2 separate regions of the Mus musculus genome follow, and region 1 is linked to region 2. The links are chromatin contacts, called in public Hi-C maps. All regions are on one chromosome and are shown on one strand. Each heading gives the region's core, a stretch centred on a gene start, on an enhancer-like site or on the middle of the called end of the contact. The rest is flanking DNA. Distances are from core to core; before and after follow the strand shown.

Region 1 (4,008 bases), core at 705-3,204, 88 kb after region 2:
GGTGTGTGTGTGTGCGCGCGCGTGTGCACTTGCTAGGTTTTTATATCAACTTGACACAAACTAGGGTCATTTGGAAAGAAGACTCTAAACCGAGAAAATGCCTCTATAGGATAGACCTGTGAACACACCTGTTGTGATTTTCTTGATTGATGGTTGATATGGGAGGGCCCACTGTGGGTGAGGTCACCTCTGGACTGATGGTCCTAGGTGCTATAAGAAAGCAGGCTGAGCAAGCCATGAAGAGCAAGCCAGTAGGCAGGACTCCTCCATGGGCTCTGCATCAGCTTCTGCCCCAAGTGCTCTCTGTAACTTCCTTGGATGGTAGACCATTTAGCTCTCCTTCCCTCCTCAGGTTGCTTTTGGTCATGGTGTTTCATTACAGCGATAGAAACCATGACTAAGACAGTGTTGATGGGTACATGCATGCCCACCGTGTGTGTGTGGAGATCAGAGGATAATAAGGGGAATTTGGTTCTCTCTTTCCACCATTTGGGTCCCATAGGTCATCAGGCCTGGTGACTGAGATGGCCTCAGACAAAGTGTAAAGACCTGACAACACCCAAATCCACAGCAGTTACCAGAGAAGGGGAAGAGAAGAGTGAAGCAAAGGACCAGAGGAGACCCTCCCTCCCCCCATCCTCAGGGATGTCTCAGTAAGTTTGCTGCTATGGGGGCCTGGAGATCACGACTGGCATGAATTTGAAGGGACCCCGGGATGGACTTGCGAGACAGATCTTTCTTCAGTGCTTCCTAGCTCTCTGATGCACGTCTCTGTGTGTGTGTGCTGTGTGTGTGTTTATTTGAGGTGTCAGGAATAAACTTAGGACTTTGCTTCATGCTAAGCAAGTGTTCTATCCCTGAACAACACCCTCAGACCTGCCTCACATGCTCATGGGTAGGTACTGTGAGGCTTGGTGTGACCCATGGCAAGTGGTAGCTCACTCTGGGTCTATATTGCACCCAGGGAAAATGAAGTTACAAGCAAGATCCCTCTCCTGAAGGGCTGACTGACTGTCTTCCCACAGCCTTCCAGCCATAGCTGCTAGGACTGTCCTAATAGCTGGGCAGGAACACTTGGTTGAAGTATGTGTGTGCGTGCGTGTGTGTGTGTGTGTGTGTGTGTGTGTGTGTGTGTGTGTTGGGCATGTGACAGCAGCCCACATGTGTGGGAACCCAGAAGCCGCCCTCCTCCTGATCCTGTTGTTTGACTACATCAGTGCTAAAGCCGCCAACGGGCAAAGCTAGACTCCTCAGGCAAAAAGTTTCCCCTTCCAAGCCTACACCCCACAACAAGCCTTTGTTGTTTGTTCTCCCTAGGTGGGGACAAAAGCCCTTTCAGATGCTGTGGAATGTACCAGAAGTGTCATGAGAAGGGTTTGCTGGGCCCTGACCTAGAATCCTGTAAACCAGGACAGGGAGCTGGCCCTTCTGCTTGAAGCTCCAGGTCCTGCCATGATTTCTGGTGGCAGGAATCCTTGCCCCCTGTACCTTCAGTGGCAATGACACCCCAGTCCTCACCACAGCCCAGGAAACTGCAGCCTGAGAAGGCCAGCCTGGTGCAAGGCGTACCCTCATTTGACTTTCCCAGGTGAATGCAATATCACTTCCACACTGCTTCTGCCTGACAGATCTGCAGAGGGAAGGAGAACTAGGTGGACAGTTTTCTGTGTCACTTAAAGATCATGACGACCCGTGGCCCCGCCCTTTATCATGGGGGCTGAACACATCACCCACAGTGCGAACAAAGCAAGCCGACTTTGGTGGTCCTGAGGAAGGAGCCACTGTGAATCGTCATGCACCTTTCCTCTGCCGTGTCTGTCCTCTGTCCTTGAGTGTCTCCCCTTGCGTGGGGCCAGGAACAGAACAAAGGGCAGCTCCCTGCCAGACTCTACATGGCTACAGTCTCAGAGGGAACACTTCCAGGTTGCTACTGTTGCTTCTTCTCTAACTCAGGTCAGGCAACTCCAGGGCGCTGGAACCAGCCACCGTGTGGGTGGACCTTTGCTCTGCTAGCAAAATGCAAATGAGCCGGTGCAGTTTTACTTCAGGTATAGAGGTGAGGGAGGGTGGCAGCAGACACACGTACCCTTGAGAGCAATGTGCTGGCGGGGATGGAGATGGAGCACACTCTCCAATCTTACACGCCAAAGCGGGGGAGGGAGAGGGGACTGAAGAGTGAAGGGTACGAGGATCAGACTGGCTTTGTGTGTGATCTTGTTCAAACAAGCCTCTTATCTGAGCGTAATACTAAACTTTGCTCTTTCTTATTACCCAAGCTCCCTGGGGAATGGGTTTATGACTTTGGATTCCATGAAGGAGGATTAAATTGCCTCCTTACAGATAAGAGCCCCAAATAGCCAAATAGGCTGGTAGAAGGAAACGAGAGAGGGGTTGGGGGGGGGGTTCATGGTTGTCCTGTGGGGCAGTCTCTGCTCTGACCACCTGTGCTGTGTTCTCTCTTCACAAAATGTACACCAAGTCTGTGGTCAGATGACATGTCATCACAGAGTGACATCAATGGTGTGCCTCCTTTGCCTGGCCCCAGTGACAGGTGCTGAGGACAGGGTAGGATCTCAAGGTGGCACATAATAACACACAAACTATTATTTCCTGAGATTCCAGTTTTGCCCTTCAGATGTTCCCACCATAAAGGAGAAACGAACACAACACATCCTGAAATACAACACCACCTTTCCTGGGTATCACTAGCAGAAGTGACACTGATGTCAAAAAAAAAAAAAAAAAACCTTAAAGCAACAGTCATTAAAAAAAGGACTCAAGCCAGGTATAATGTATCATACTTTGTACTTCCTTGCAACGTGTCCTTGGCAAAGTGGGAGGCAGGAAACTCACCCCTACAGCTCAAGAGACTCACCCTTACAGCTCAAGAGACTCACCTCTACAGCTCAAGAGACTCACCCCTGCAGCTCAAGAGACTCGCCCCTGCAGCTCAAGAGACTCACCCCTGCAGCTCAAGAGACTCACCCCTGCAGCTCAAGAGACTCACCCCTGCAGCTCAAGAGACTCACCCCTACAGCTCAAGAGACTCACCCCTACAGCTCAAGAGACTCAACCTTACAGCTCAAGAGACTCACCTCTACAGCTCAAGAGACTCACCCCTGCAGCTCAAGAGACTCACCCCTGCAGCTCAAGAGACTCACCCCTGCAGCTCAAGAGACTCACCCCTGCAGCTCAAGAGACTCACCCCTGCAGCTCAAGAGACTCACCCCTGTAGCTCAAGAGACTCACCCCTACAGCTCAAGAGACTCACCCCTACAGCTCAAGGGCCAGCTAACCTAGAGTGTATTGAGATAAGAGAGACCCTATGTCACAAACAAGGCAGAAATTGAAAGTCATAAGTCACCCTTTGACATCCACGTCTGTGCTGTGGTACTCATGAGCACGCATACAGATGTGCACATAAAATAATACATTTTATAGGGAACTAGAGAGATCACTTCGGGGGGTAAAGCGCTTGTTGTGCAAGTGTGGGAATTTGAGTTTGGAGCCCCAGCACCCCAACAAAAGTCAGATGTGTTAGCCCATACCATAACCCCATCATTGACAGGTAAAGACAGCTGGATCCTGGGGACTCAGTGGTAACCCTGCCTAATCAAAGTGTGAGCTCAGGGTTCAGTGGGAGAACTTGTCTCAAAAATGGTAGGCCAGAAAGATGACTCAGTAGGTAAAGGTCCTTGCCACAGGAGTCTGAGCTCCATACCAGACCTCACAGTGGAGAACCAGCCCTCAAAAGCTTCTCTGACTCTACACACATTCCACTGCTCATGCATGTGTTTTTAAACAGTGTATTCCTTCGGGTGGGATAGATGGCTCAGCAGGACCTATGTTAGGTTCCCAACGCCTGTATGGCAGCTCACAAACACCCACCCAGAGAGAGTGATGGGGTCACATACATACTGACAAAACCCTCACATGCATAAAATAAACCTAAAACAAATATTAAGCAGTGTAATCCTTTATAAAAATAGGTGCAGCCAGGTGATGATG
Region 2 (3,923 bases), core at 215-2,714:
GATTGTAGGTGCACAGTACCTTGCCTGACTACTCAGCTCCCCAGCTCCGGGATTGTAGGTGCACAGTACCATGCCTGACTACTCACCTCCCCAGCTCCGGGATTGTAGGTGCACAGTACCATGCCTGACTACTCACCTCCCCAGCTCCGGGATTGTAGGTACACAGTACCATGCCTGACCTTTACATGGGAATTGGGAACTTTACCGTCTAACCCAGTGGTTCTCAAACTGGGTTGCAACCCCTTTAGGAGTTGCATATATCAGATGTCTACATTACAATTCATATTAGTTGAGGATGTATCCTGTCCAAGGCTATCCTGGCCTCCATAGCAAGACTTTAAAAACCATGTTTATTTTGAAAAACAATTCTTTAACACGAGCAGCCTTTCCGTCAGATTTCTCCCTCATTACCTCCCAGAGAAATGGAGGCTTTCTCCCAGCTGCTACTTACAGCATCTTATTGTCGGGGAAGTGACAGCCTGTGAAGAGAAGAACGTCCCCGGAGCCCGAGAACGTCAGAGGCAAGCTCCAGCATAAGCCTCTTTGATTTATTCCTGTTCCCAAGAGGGAGCTGGGAAAGAGATGACACTCGGTCTATTTTCTTCTAGAACACGACCCACGGCCGAGTGTCTGGTGAGTTACGACGGCGCTCGTCCACGCCCCACCCACCCCTTCCTCACCCATCCAGCCTGGCACTCTGTCATTTGATGCAGCCCCCATGCATTTCCTGGAAAAGGTGTTTGGCTTCCTCTGACAATGGTAGGAAACTTGGTTAGAAGTTAGTGTTAACGAGGTCACCTTGAATTAGCCAGACAAGACAATCTCAGAACAACTTCCTGACTCCGGGACTGTCTAACTCCTGATTGAGTCTGTAGGCCTACAAAGGCAAAAGCCGACTTATGACTGATGGCTCGGCTAGAAAAATAGCCCAGATTCTATTGCCTAAGCTAGGAGTGATAGTCTCTTTATCCACTCTGACAGGTACAAAGGACAGCAACACACCCAGACAACTCAGGGACTGCTTGCCCACTTCTAGACAGGAGAGGAGTCTAAATGGCATGAGGAAGTCACTCTGAGGCTCCTTCTAGGCTGTCTCCATTATCCACAATGATTAAATAGAGCTGGCCCTGCTCAGTTCTTAAATCACACAGGATACCTGGACTTTGTTGCGCTACCCCTGAGTAGCCATGCTACAAAAGCTTTTCTCTCCATGTGGAAGAATATTGGTCCACAAGGCTGGGTGTGGTTTTGTTCAGCTTTCTCATGCACCAATATTATTTTTTCTGTCGAATCTCATGCCTGGAGCTAACGAAATTCAAAACTGGGCTCCCAATGCGTTAAGGGCTGGCTCTGTGGTCTCCAGGATCAGAGTTTCCTGAGTGAGACGCTGGGGAAGCCTGCCCTGGAAGGGTTGAGCGGACCATATGCAGCTCTCTCCCTCCAGGCCTCTGATCGCATCAGACTGCCAGCTGCAGATGGGCTCAGGTGCTGGGCACAGAGCCCAGGCTGGAGCAAGGCTAAATGCAGCCTAAGGGATAGACAGGGCTTTCAGTAGAATCTGAATGCAAGCCGGGCGTGCTAATGCGCCTCTGTTATCCCACCCCTCAGGACATTGGAGCAAGAGGATAGAGAGTTCAAGGCCAGCCTGGACTACATAGAGACTTCTAGGCCAGTATGAGCTACAGAGGGAGACCCTGGCCTCAAGCCCAAAACAAACTAACAAATTCTGGGACTTTGTCTGCCAGTAGGGAGGGGAAGCTAGGTCTGTAGAGAGAGAGGAAGGGAATCTATCTAGGAAAACAATATACGGAAATCAGAAGGTTGGAGCTAAAAGTAAACTCAGAAAGCAAGCAAAAAAAAATCCCAGCCAATAGATATTTGCTCAAAGTATCAAGACAGGTCAGTCGAAAGGGGTGGATCCTGTCAACAAATGGCAAAGAAGTGTTTGACTATGTGCAACATGAACCTCAACCACTGCTCATCCTAAACAGAAGGATTCATTAGAATTGATCTGTAAATGTTGAAACTATGAAAACAACATAAGATAAAATATTAGCCTCCTTGAATTTGGGGGAAAACTCTTAGTGTAATGATGATACCATACTTAATGCCACTGAACTACACACTTAAAAATGTTTAAAATAGTCTGGGAGGTGGTGGTGCATGTCTTTAACTGTAGCACTTCAGAGGCAGAGGCAGGGGGGATCTCTGAGTTCGAGGCCAGGCTAGTCTACAGAGTGAGTTCCAGGACAGCCAGGTCTACATAGAGAGACTCTGTCTCAAAAACCCAAAACAACAACAACAAAATATTAAAATAGTGGAATTTATGATACCTATATTTTACATACACACACACACAGACACGCACATGTCTATTCCAGAATATCTTTTGTTCTGTTATTTGCCAAGAAAAAAAGCATGACTGTGGACACCCCCACCCCCTCAGCATATTAGACTTCACCCAAACTGTAAGTCTTTCAGGTACAGTGGTTCATGTTTGTAATTTCAGCATCAGGAGAAAAGGGCAGAAGGTTCTTTGCAACTCTGAAGCCAGTCTGGTATGTGTAGAAAGTTCTGTGCCAGTCAGGGACAGGCAGAGACCCCACCTCAATTTAAAAGAAAAGAAAAAAAGGGAAACCTTGGTTCATCAAAAGACTCAAAAGTGAAAGAGATGAGAAAACTTAGAAAACTGACAAAAAACTTAGAATATATAAAGAGTTCTTACAACTCAACAATAAGAAAAGTAACCCAATTTTGATCTAGTGGGACGGCTCAGAGGGTAAAGCATTTCCTATGTAAGCTTTACAATCCGAGCTGGATGCACGGAGCCCACGGGGTCTCACATGGAAAAGAGAACTACTCTAGGAGCTGTCCTTTGACCATTACGTTACCCCCACACTGTGGCATTGGTGGCACACACATGACATACACATGTGCACACACACCTGAGCACACACCCCGACAAGAATGAGTATGATAAACAAAACTAAAAATAAAAGAAAAATACCTCAGTTTTTAAAAATTGAGCCAAAGTTTTTGGCAAATATCTCCTGTAGGGTTCAAAGACAGCAAATAGACACGCAAAAGGACCTTTGCATAGCTAGTCATTAGATACAAAAAATGCAAATTAAAAGCTAATGAGAAGCTACTGTGAACCTACCAAAATGGCTAAAATTAAATTCTATATCAAAGATTTGGGGAGTGACTGAACATCTTGTATGCTATAGCTGGAGACGTAGAAAGGTCCAACCACTTTGCTAAATAGTCTGGCCATTTCTCATAAAGTTGAACACATTTGAGCTACATGACCCAGATTTTCTCTCTTCCTAAGAAAGGGAGAACATGTCTGTGTGGAAGACTCATACTTGGAGGCTCATAGTGAGCTTATTTGTAACGGTCAAATATTGTAAGCAATACAAATGTTAACGGAGAGACACGTTTTTAGTATTTGGAATGAGCTATTATTACATGTCGCTGCAACAGGGGCAAACTTCAAAATAATTGTGCTGACTTAAAGAAAAAAAGGAAAAGAATACATGCTGTCTACTTCCATATATAAAACTCTAAAATGCAAATGAACCTGTAATGTCAGAAAGCAGACAATTGCTTGTCTAGGAACAGAATGAGGCGGACAGTGCAGGGTGGGTGACCAAGGACACAGGAAGCTTCGGGGGTGATGGACACATTCATTATCTTGATTGCAGAAATGGTTTCATGGGTGATTTATATGCCTGAACCCATTAAACTGTGTTCTTTAAATATGTGTATCTCACTATCTGCTGGTTATGAATCAATAAAGCCTTTCAAAAAGGAAGGACACCCTTCTCTCTGCTATGAGTGAACAGAAATCAAGCTAGAATGTGGGCTTCGGGGCTCCACTGGGTTTGGATTCAGTCTCCATAACCTACTTACAGGCTGTGTGA

What was found. A called contact is a pair of places that touch in the nucleus more often than the background predicts.
Region 1: a Hi-C map of liver shows a contact between it and region 2, with 2.0 times the contacts expected there. The contact joins two enhancer-like sites. A contact is called at or near these places in 3 of 15 datasets of contacts at CTCF or cohesin (CD8 T cells, the NIH/3T3 cell line and pro-B cells), 24 of 484 Hi-C or Micro-C datasets (3T3-L1-derived adipocytes, CD8 T cells, the HL-1 cell line and 18 more), 12 of 115 datasets of contacts at active chromatin or transcription factors (CD8 T cells, the SCID.adh cell line, T-cell acute lymphoblastic leukemia and 6 more) and 1 of 9 other capture datasets (embryonic stem cells).

Annotation. Positions count from the first base shown.
Region 1 is chr17:87,565,142-87,569,149 of GRCm38.p6, forward strand. The region is part of intron 1 of Gm46587 (a long non-coding RNA gene); the gene reads right to left. Among named protein-coding and RNA genes, the nearest start is that of Gm46587, 3.6 kb to the right of the region's middle. Within about 2 kb of position 1,955, at least 35 of the 459 cell types and tissues checked have an H3K27ac peak or open chromatin away from gene starts, as enhancers often do. A contact at or near this core is called in liver, where this site is marked.
Region 2 is chr17:87,477,282-87,481,204 of GRCm38.p6, forward strand. No RefSeq gene overlaps it. Among named protein-coding and RNA genes, the nearest start is that of Gm30938, 4.7 kb to the left of the region's middle. Within about 2 kb of position 1,465, at least 32 of the 459 cell types and tissues checked have an H3K27ac peak or open chromatin away from gene starts, as enhancers often do. A contact at or near this core is called in liver, where this site is marked.